Linked DNA regions of Mus musculus: all the other regions are linked to region 1. A link is a contact called in public promoter capture Hi-C data. All regions are on one chromosome and are shown on one strand. The core of a region is the stretch at or near the end of the contact, and the rest is flanking DNA. Distances in the headings are between cores, read along the strand shown. Region 1 holds the start of Tmem14a (transmembrane protein 14A). Region 2 holds the start of Paqr8 (progestin and adipoQ receptor family member VIII). Region 3 overlaps Paqr8 (progestin and adipoQ receptor family member VIII).

Evidence for each region. Promoter capture Hi-C pulls out the DNA fragments that hold promoters and counts their contacts. Capture Hi-C pulls out chosen DNA fragments and counts their contacts.
Region 2: a contact with region 1 is called in a promoter capture Hi-C map of liver. The contact joins the promoter of Paqr8 here to the promoter of Tmem14a in region 1. A contact is called at or near these places in 1 of 39 promoter capture datasets (the C10 cell line), 1 of 15 datasets of contacts at CTCF or cohesin (the NIH/3T3 cell line), 4 of 115 datasets of contacts at active chromatin or transcription factors (embryonic stem cells, epiblast stem cells and stem cell-derived neural progenitor cells) and 3 of 9 other capture datasets (adipose tissue, liver and macrophages).
Region 3: a promoter capture Hi-C map of the HPC-7 cell line shows a contact between it and region 1. The contact joins the enhancer-like site here to the promoter of Tmem14a in region 1. A contact is called at or near these places in 4 of 39 promoter capture datasets (the C10 cell line, the HPC-7 cell line, liver and 1 more), 2 of 15 datasets of contacts at CTCF or cohesin (the NIH/3T3 cell line and large pre-B cells), 3 of 484 Hi-C or Micro-C datasets (the G1E-ER4 cell line, LSK cells and muscle stem cells), 5 of 115 datasets of contacts at active chromatin or transcription factors (bone marrow-derived macrophages, embryonic stem cells, epiblast stem cells and 1 more) and 5 of 9 other capture datasets (adipose tissue, embryonic tail, embryonic trunk and 2 more).

What each region holds. Positions count from the first base shown.
Region 1 is chr1:21,217,090-21,220,368 of GRCm38.p6, forward strand. Tmem14a (transmembrane protein 14A) reads left to right here and starts at 1,486. Exons shown (of 5, transcript NM_029398.3): 1 at 1,486-1,800. All of the region lies in intron 1 of Gm28836 (a long non-coding RNA gene), which reads right to left.
Region 2 is chr1:20,888,722-20,892,000 of GRCm38.p6, forward strand. It overlaps Paqr8 (progestin and adipoQ receptor family member VIII), which reads left to right and starts at 1,827. Exons shown (of 3, transcript NM_028829.4): 1 at 1,827-1,965. 6720483E21Rik (RIKEN cDNA 6720483E21 gene) reads right to left here and starts at 1,752. Exons shown (of 4, transcript NR_040492.1): 1 at 1,387-1,752; 2 at 1,125-1,208; 3 at 755-934; 4 at 1-418.
Region 3 is chr1:20,911,226-20,914,504 of GRCm38.p6, forward strand. All of the region lies in intron 1 of Paqr8 (progestin and adipoQ receptor family member VIII), which reads left to right. Among named protein-coding and RNA genes, the nearest start is that of Gm24171, 2.7 kb to the right of the region's middle. Within about 2 kb of position 1,551, at least 63 of the 459 cell types and tissues checked have an H3K27ac peak or open chromatin away from gene starts, as enhancers often do. A contact at or near this core is called in the G1E-ER4 cell line, the HPC-7 cell line, embryonic stem cells and 1 more, where this site is marked.

The DNA of each region.
Region 1 (3,279 bases), core at 236-2,735:
GTTGGCAGAGGTGCTGAGGCCACAGGGAATTGTGTCTCTGTCACCATGGATCGTAGGTAGACAGTCTTACAGGTTGGCAAAGGCCGAAGGTTTCACTGCACCCTCATCCTCAGCTCCACCCTTGGCTTCCACTCGAGCAGGTGGCAGCTGATGGCTTGAGCTCAGGTGACAAGTTCCCTCTACCTAAGAGCAGTCCTGTTCCACATATCTGACAGTGTGGAATCCCAAATGCCCTACAGAGAGATGTTCTCTGGGGTTCATTTAGAATCACTGAATAGGAGCATGTTGTGGCGGCTTCATCTTCTGGTACTTTAGTAGGAGAATCTCTGAGTGTCTATTCTGAGCCATATCTTAATCTGCTGCCGGGGCTGATGGTATGAGGGGTGTTTAAGTGCAACAGACTGCACAAGAAGGACTGTGCTCCAACTTTCAGACCAACAGAACAACAACAAAGACCAAACTCTAAATCCACTGTGAGTAAAGGAGCCATCATTTACCCAAGCATGCCATGGAAATAATAAAGCTTTCCAAGAGGGTTTTCATATTATTTTTAGACTTTGAGTAGGAAAGAGTTCTGAATCTGAGGAGGGGGGGGGAAGGGAGAGAGACAGACAGAGAGAGACAGAGACAGAGATAGCTAGGCCACGTGTGCACAATCAGGATGTGGGAAGAAGAGAGAACCAGGAGAATCTGAAAGCAAACTTTAGGATGGGACTAACTCCATAGCTCCGTGTCACTCCATAGCCCTATGTCAGCGCCCCTGCGACACTTCCAGGGTCTGATTAATTCTCTAGGAGCAGTATAGATTTCCCAGTTCTCAAAAGCAGTCACATTACTTCTCCAAATGTGTGTGTGTGTGTGTGTGTGTGTGTGTGTGTGTGGTGTGGTGTGTAGGATCAACAAACAAATGCCACCTGTTTAATGTATATAATTAATGTATATGTCTTTGAGGTAATTCTATTACTCCTCACCTCCGAGAATTCTGGAGCTTTCCTGAATACCTTGATTGCTGTTGTATAAGGGAGGGCACAGTGTTCATCCTAATTACTATTTCCATCCTAGAAAGCCCAACTGGAGTCGCATGAGAATTTACCAAGAGACACAATTTAATGTCAGTGTAAGGAGATTTTCTGGAAACTGATTCCCCTAGCCTTGCAGGACTCAAAATTCTTTCCAACTGTGGCGTTATGTGCCACACCTCCTGATCATCTAAACCTGGATACCTTGATCCCACAGAGTAAAAGAGTAAAAGATCAGGAGGCTATCTATGCCCTTATCTACCTACCGGCATTCATGCCTTGAAATCAGGTTAACTTTCACTGATCCTGAAGACCTTCGCATTCTGGAACGTCCCCACCTCCACTGAAAGTGGAAACAATTTGTAGACTATGTATATGTTGTTTACCTTCCTAAAATTCTTATGACGATGTAGGGGGATCCTAGCTAAACCAAGGAGTCCCTCTGCAAGCATCATCCCGGCCGGCAGGGGGAAGCAGACTCCAACCCTGCGCTCTCGGGGCCTACACAGCCGGGTGGGGAAGCGACTTCACTTCCCAGGGTCTTGGCCTCTGCTGGCCCAGAGCTGCACCCCACTCCCAGGCCGAGGACAGTAGAAGAACTTGGGATCCAGGACTCTACAACGCACGAACCAGCTCCAGAGAGGACTCAGCTCTGTGCACTCTGCTCTCTAAGGCGGGTCGCAGCTAGGCAGTGCGCCTGCGCAGAACTGCTTCCGGATTGAGGGACTACTCTTGCGCTTTTTCCGCTTTCACCAGCTGCAGCAAGTGCTCAAGGGTGCAGGTGAGCTGTGCATCCATCCCTTAAAAGAAACTTTTCATGCAAAGGCATGAGAATAAACCGTTCTTTGCTGAGCATCCGCCCTCTCCTTCAGTCCCTCGATCTTCACAGCAGAAAACAGTTCAGACGACCTGGGGAGGGAGGGAGGGAATGGCATCTGCCCTCCCACAGATCTTTTCTGGCTCATCCTTCCAATTTCCTGAATTTCTGCTTTCCTGGGGGCCCTAAATATCGCATCTGTCTTACTCTTTACCTTCCCAGAGGTGAGGCGTGGTGGTAGGTAAAGTTCAACCAAGACTTGCTTCAAAAATGGCTCTCATGCCCACTTAGATCATAGGTAATTAGTTTATTTTTATGTGAAAATGCTTTGTGCATACTTATTTACAGATATCTTAGTGGGTGGAGAAGATTCAGGAGGACCTGAGATGGTGGGGCTGCGGAGGGATTTTCAGTTTCCTATGCTAAGCAGTGAATAATTTTGTTGCATTGCATCCAGGACGTTTTCCAGTCCTATATCAGCACCTAGCCTCTGTCTGTTGCATGAACATGCAGTGAACATGCCTCCCTCTTCCAGCCACATTCCACAACTTTCAAGTTCTTACACCCTTTGGGGTTTGGGAAGCAGGTGCGGGGAGGCAAGTGTCCTTTGCTTTCCAGAAGAAGCCAGCAAGATAACTGACTTGTGTAAGTTTTCACAGTAAGCAATTGTTGGCAATGGATTAATTTTACCCTTCTATAGAACTAAACTCAGTTCTCTGTGGAGACGCAGGAATTGTGGGATTCCTGACAATGTAGCCAAGGATGGTGAGGCAGTGGGGGTGTGGGTGTGGGTTGGGGGGGTGGCCAGCCACTGGATAACTTCCACACAGGCTGTGTATTGGAGCCACCCACTCATTCTCTCAGGGCAGTGCGCTTGGAGCTGTGTGCAGGTCAGCAATGGATGAACTAGTGTGGGTTTGCCCTACTTGAGCTTGGCTGGCAGAGAAAAAGAATCTGACAGGCAACGAATCTCAAGCAGGAAATTAAAGGAATTTATCTCTTATTGAAACAGGGTCACACGATCAGTTGGGGGACTCAAGAAGGTGAACTCACTTTTCATATTTTAAGTTAGCTTAGAAGAAAAATTAGAATCCACGTTACTATCCAGTGACGAATAATCTGTGCTATTAGCTTTGGATTTTTAAAAAAGTATGTCTTCTTGACTATTAGGCACATCAGTGAATAGTTCAAATATATGTGTATGTGCACACACAAACATGCTCTCGTGCTTACACACACACACACACACACACACACACACTACTGCCCAGAGACTCTGACTAAGGGAAAAGCATCAAGACTTCCCACCCTTAATTCCACTAGTGCTCCAAGACAGAGACCAGTAGGGAGCCTTGCTTGTAACTCCCCAGCCTTGCCCACCTCCAGGCTGTAGACTCTCAAGGCTGACTCTCAAATGCATGCACGCTCCCCTTTATTGTCCTT
Region 2 (3,279 bases), core at 577-3,076, 330 kb before region 1:
TTCTTTTTACAGTGACTTAAACTGGCTGAATATCCATTGTGTTGATTTTACAATCATCAGTCCTGGGAACACAGCTTCACATGAACACACAGGCCCAAATGGTAGAAGCATGTTTGGGGTGTTTCAGAAGTTGTTGGAAATGTGTGCATGCGCTTGAAGTGCTAAACCTGCCCTAAAGTGACACTACACATCAGAGGCTAGAGTCACCAGAGATACCTCGGCTTCCTTACACATTGGCTGTTTTGATTTACATCTTGGTTGTTGCACACTGGAAACCCTTGGACTGTTGTGAGGGTTTTTACAGCCCTACCTTCAGTTCCCTAGCACAGGATTACAACCCACAGTTTTAGAATCAGAGGAATTAGTCTTCTCATAGGACTCCATTTGAGATAAAGGAGCTCTCCCGGGGTGGAAGGTGCTGCAAGAACAGAAGGAGACGCACTTCATGTACTCTATGGTTACTGATGTGGCTCACATCAGCTGACATGAACCTTAGGGTAGACCCTCAGATTTGGGGACTTTTAATATTGTTTCTAGTTTAGGTCTGAGTAGAAATGTATGTGTGGGGGCGGGGCAGAGGGTGGCAGGGGTTCCTTCCTCTTATAGTATCACTTTATGGCTGAGGTCTCTGGCTAAAATAAGAAATATTGGCTAATATGGACGGCCACAGCTTCCCAGGATACAAGGGCAGCCTGGACATCTTCAAGCTAAGGCAGCAGGTGCATCCCAGAGCCTCCTGAGCTTTCGCACGCACCTTTGCACACCGGGTCACTGTCCTGTGGGGAAAGCCCTGCACTGAGACAGGTCCCTGGACTCTCTCGGGGTCCGAATCTGCTTCAGCCTGCCCATAACATCCCAGAATCCAAACATCTTCATTTACGGAGTGAACGAAATCCCACTGTATGAACAGTTCACTTTGCTTCCAGATATTTTGCTGAAGATACACCAAATAACAGATTTTTAAATACTGGGAATGGTAAAAACATGGTTAGATTCTTCCCTGGAACAGGGTGGGTTTAAATGAAAAGAGCCCAAACTCAGTCCAGAACTGTCTCAGAACAGTAGGAAAGATGGGCCTTCTTCGTACAGGCGAGCTGACACAGGCCATCTTCCCGGGATCTGACCTTTCCATTCCCTTTCTTCTGAACGATGCTGGCAGCTTTTCAGCAGCAAAGCCAATTCAATTTGTTAACTGATGGTCCTACTTCCTAAATGGATTGAAAAAAAAAATTATGGTGCATACAGGGTGTATTGTGGGTGAAGAACAACTGCAGTCACTGCGGGCAGACTTAGTGAATGGAGGTTACATGGGGGTGGGGTGGGGCGGGTAGAGGGGTCTGCTTGGCACAGCATACGTGTGTCCAGTGACATGCATGATGCACTCACACATGCAACCGCAGCAGAAGTATGAGTCTTGCACGGGGATGTGAAAATGTGTCCGCAGGGCCTTCATGGGATGCACAGCGTGATTTCCTGGGCATTATACCGAGTTCACCCTAGAGCAATGAGAGGAAAGAAGGCCAGGATTGGAAATGGCAGATGAAGTTTTTTTATCCACCCCCCCCCCCCCAAGGGATTTAGGAAATGGTTTTGGGAAAGAACACAGAGCGCAAACCGCATCCCTGGCTGTCTCAAGCCCCCGAGGGGTTTGCAATTAAGAAGGTCTGGGGGTGGGTGCGAGGGTCTAAAGGTGGGTGGAAGGATGGAAGGAAGCGGCGTCAGTCAACTTCCTCGGCTGGGCTGCGGTGGCTGTAGCAGCAGAGTGTGCACCGGGCTGGGCAGCCCTCCCCTGGGCCGGGAAAGGGCGGAGCTGGGCGTCGCCATCCGGGTTGTCCCCTCCTCCCGGCCGCTCTCGGGTGCAGAGCCCTCGGCGGTCGGGGAGGCTCAGAAAGAGCTCTCCCGGAGCTGGAGTCGGGAGTGCGGCTGGCGGAGCTGGGCTGCAGGAGCTCGGCCGCGCTGGTGTTCGTAAGTCCCGACTGTGGGGGTGGGGGTCGGGCAGGGTGCAGGTCTCCACTGAGATGCTGGGGAGTCTCTGCCAGAGCCGGGAGGCGGGGACGTCAGGATTTCGGCGTAGAGGAGCGCCTGACCCGACCTGTAGGGAGGATGTAGACCCTCATTGCCAGGTGCCCGGAACCTAGCGGCCCGAGCTGGGACCCAATGTTAGAGTTTTAATATCGGCTTTCAGAATGCACAGCAGACAGTCCAAACCGTGGAGTTGGGGAACTGCAGAGCCCTGAAGGGCTAGGAAATCCGGACTGCGATGGTGAGGAGCCTGGGGAGCGGGGATTTGAAGTAGATGTCACGACCGTGAATTGAGGGTGTCTGAGCCCAGAGAACCGGAGAGGAAGGATGTAAAGGAGGAGTAGTCCTGTGCGCATTCTTGGGGCGCCCTCCACAGGGCAGAGGGGAACGGAATCCCGGAGGGGAATGCCGAGTAGAGGAAGAACAGGGCGGAAGGGGGTGCCCAAGAGAGGGGAACCCCCCTCCCGGAAAGAGTAAGGTGAGAGAGGCATGAACTTCTTGAGGAAGATGGAGCGGGATTCTCCAAGGAGACACCGCAGAGAGTTGTGCTGATAGCTGTAGGTTTCAGATTTAGAGGCTATGGTAGACCGAGCGGTGGGAAAGCACAAAGGGGCGGAGGTGGCCGGCGGGACAGTGCTGGGAGTATATCAGCCAGTTGAGAATGCTGTCCTTTCAGTGGAGGTGGCCGTGGACACCTCAAGAGGGTATTCCCTTGACAGCAGATTGAGGAACCCTAGACAGGACAAGTGAGGACCCAGCAGCGTTCGCGAGTCTAGGAGTACTGGGGGACCTATGAAAGGGTGATCAGTTGCCAAGAGCAAGGAAGCAGCCAACTGCCTCAACTCTCTGAGTAGTTATAGGTACCCAGGAATACTAGAGAGACCCTTGGTCCTGGTGAGCACTTTGTCTTGCGTACGTTGCACCTCATATTTCTGACCTGGGTTAGAAATGGTTTTGCTTGGGGGTGCGACGAGGAGAGACTAAGGTGAAAGGAATGGTCTTCAAGTGAGATTTCCGATACACACGGGATATCTACCTTTTGCGCTTTGGGCAGAGCACGTATGATGTAGGTGTGTGTAGAGTTACAATCCGTAGGTCCTATTTGTTCTTGTCCAGTGAGAGACAGCTTCTGAGGGACGTCAACAAGCACACAGCATGCCACAGGCAAACTTTAGTGTTCCAGTGTCCCGTACTCCGTGTTTGCATTAGTGAAGGTTTGTCTCCCGCAGCTAGTAAAAAGTCACCTTTACAGAAGGC
Region 3 (3,279 bases), core at 301-2,800, 310 kb before region 1:
TTAAGAGAGAAAAACAGAAAAGAAGCCAGTATTGAAGCTGTGCAGAAATTGGAACATTCTGGTGGATAACAAAAATTGCAGCTGTCATTGAGGATGGTGTGGCGAGAATATTTAAAATTCCATTTTAAATGTTCTCAAAATATTTAAAATGAAATTACTATTATCCAGAAATCCCACTTCAGGGTATGTGTGTACCAAAGGACTGGAAGCACGGTCCTGAGAAGATATTTATACACCACAGTCACAGCAACTTCACTCTCAATAGCCAAAAGGGTGGGATGACTCCTCTACTGACAGACAAACATGTAGACAAAGCGTGATGTACACACACAATGTTGACCCTCAAAGAAGTGTTGACACATACTACACACATGGCTGAAACCAGGGGACGTGGTGCCAAGTGAAATGTCACTTATAAGTAATACTATTCATTGAATCCCAATAAAAAGCTGAAATGTTCCTTTGGTAAGGATATAGAAAACTGGTTTTTTTTTTCCTTTTAATTTGTGTATGTGTGTCCATATCTCTGTCTCTGGAGCGTGTATGTGTACATATGGGTGTACTTGTCCTGAGAGGAGCATGCAGAGGCCCCACTTTGTGGGGGTCAGTTCTCTCCATGTGCTAAGGATTAAATTCAGGTTATTCGGTTTGGAGTCAAGTACCTTTGCCTTGACTTAATGTTCCCAGCAAACTACTTTTAAATATTGTTGGTTGAATTATAAATTGTCTCAATCATTTTTGGAAGACAGAATTGCAGTCATCGTAGTTTAAATGCATATAGTCCTAGCAATTAATCTTCCAGGATTTACTTCATAGATATATTAAAAAGTGTGCTAAGAAAAAAAAAAGAAAAAGAGATGTCACTTATAAAAAGATTTTGAGTCCGTGAATATGAAGTCCCAAAAACAGTACATAAAACAAAAAAATAGTTTCCAGGGGCCAGAGAGAAGAGAGGAGGGAGGCCTGAGCAGGAGATAATGGGCTTTGTTTTGCAGGAGAGAAAGAGTTGTGGTTTAGACAAATGAGTGTGCTTAACTACATTCTGAGAAGGGAAGAGATGGGACACTGAAATCAGCGGTGCATGTCTGTGATGTCAGGGCTTAGCAGCCCGTGTGGGAGTTTTGAGGTCATCTGGGCTAAATAATGAGACTCTGGAAGAAGAATAAGGAACAAGGTTGAGAGAAAAAGACAGAAGAGGAGGAGGAAGAGGAGAGGAGTGGGAGGGAGAGGAGAAGGGGAGGAGGAGGAGGAAGAAAAGATGAGGAGGAGGACAGGATGAAGACAAAGAGGTTAAGCTGGTAAATTTTGTGTACTTGAACACACAGAGGGAAAGTAATACATTAAGCTACAAGGAGTAAATCTGAAATGAAACGGGGCAGAGTGTGGTGCCTGGTGGAGCGCCAAGCAGCTTTAAATCAGGAGGGAGGCTGGGTTTAAATCAGGAGGGAGGCTGGGTAGCTCCTCGAGAAGCGGAGGCCTGAGGAAGGCCTGAGAGGGCTTGTTTATCTCCTGGCAGCCATGGTGATCTTAATCTAAGACTAAATCTTCCAGGGCCCGTGGGCGTGGGCGCGGGCGCGGGCGCTGTGGCAAAGAGCAGACAACGTTCAGGCAGTGTCACTGGGAGGTTGCTGAGGTTGAAGCTGGGGTTGGCCACTTTTCAGCTTGGTTAGAAAGACAATCCAGGCGCTCAGGTGGCACCTGCACTGGCTTTAATGAGATGTCACCTGAGACCACAGGTCAGGTGACTGCAATGATAAATGCTTGTGACCCTTTCTAAAGTTGAACTGGAGCCTAGAAGCAAAAAAAAAAAAAAAAAAAAAAAAAAAAACAAAACAAAAAAAAACCCCCAGAGGTGTGATTTTTCTTTGTTTCTTTCTTTTTATCTTGGTTTTTCAGGTTGTTATTGAGCCTGGGGAGGCTTGGCTTCCTGGGAGCTGAGAAAACATTCATTTTCAGTATGAATTGTAAGTCCCTCATAACCTTGGGATTTGCAAAGCTTCGTCTGACCTTCTATCACCATCTAAGTAAGGAGGGAGCTCAGATAGTCTTATTTCAGGTACTCTTTACCTGATATATCATGTGACATGGAACGAGGAGCCGCCTAGAAAACTCTGTGACCTGGTTGTGTTTTATGGTGAACTTAGGAGACCAGTGTAAATGGTATCAACTTACCACTGTTTAAGACAACACTTTGTACTTATGACGAAATTAGGAAGAGACCGGCACCCTTTCTTTGCAGTCTTCAACTGATTCCCACAACTCAGTTTTGATATCACTTTTCTAGATGTGATAAGAAAATGGTAGGCTCAGCTTGAATCTCTGCTCTGCAATCAGGAAGATTTCCGGGCCACCACATTCTGACCCTGAGGAGGTTCACACGAGGGGCGGCCAATGACTTTGCCTCTCCCACAATCCTGCTCTCTAGACAGGGGTTCTGAAACTGCACTGCAGGGATGGGGAGGGGTAGAAACAGGCTCTTTCAGCATGTGTCCTTTCCACACTATGACGGTCATAGTTGGAAAAATATATTCCACCAACCTTGAAAATGGTCCCTACTCCAGTTTTTGGTAACCAGTCTACCTAATGTTTGACTTCCTTTAGTTTATAAACAAAATTCTTTCCTCTCTTCCTCTCACCTTCAACCTGTTCCTTCCTTTCTTCCTCTCATGCCTTCCTTCCTCCCTTCCCCTTCCCTTCCCTTCCTCCTTCCCTTCTCTTCCTCTCTCTCTCTTTCTTTCTTTCTTTCTTTCTTTCTTTCTTTCTTTCTTTCTCTCTCTCTCTTTTTCTTTCTTCCTTTCTTTCTTTCTTCCTTTTACTTTTTATTGGTTCTTTATGAATGTCACATCCTGCATCCCGATCCCATTCATCTCCCCATCCCCTCCTCTTCTCTCCACCCTTTCAACCTCCCTCACAACAGAGACATAAACATTTCCTGTGGAAGCTATAGTGTGTCACAGTATATCCCACACTTTTACCTTTTGCCCACACTTCTTTGCTTGCAAATGTTCATTACGATGAGTCTGGTATAAGGCCTCTGGCTTCTGCTACTTTATCACTGCTGGAAGCTCACTGGGACTCCGCTTGGATACCCTGTTGCTGCCCTGTGTCATGGAGATCCCATAGGTTTGAATCTGTAGGACCAGCCTCTTTATGGATTCCAGCAGTTCCTTGATGGGGTGGATGTTGGGGTGGGGCCAATTCAAAGCCGTGGATCTGGGCATGAGAGGTATCTAAGCTGGCTAGCCTGTAGGCTCTCCCGCTCTTATGCCCTTAGGGCTG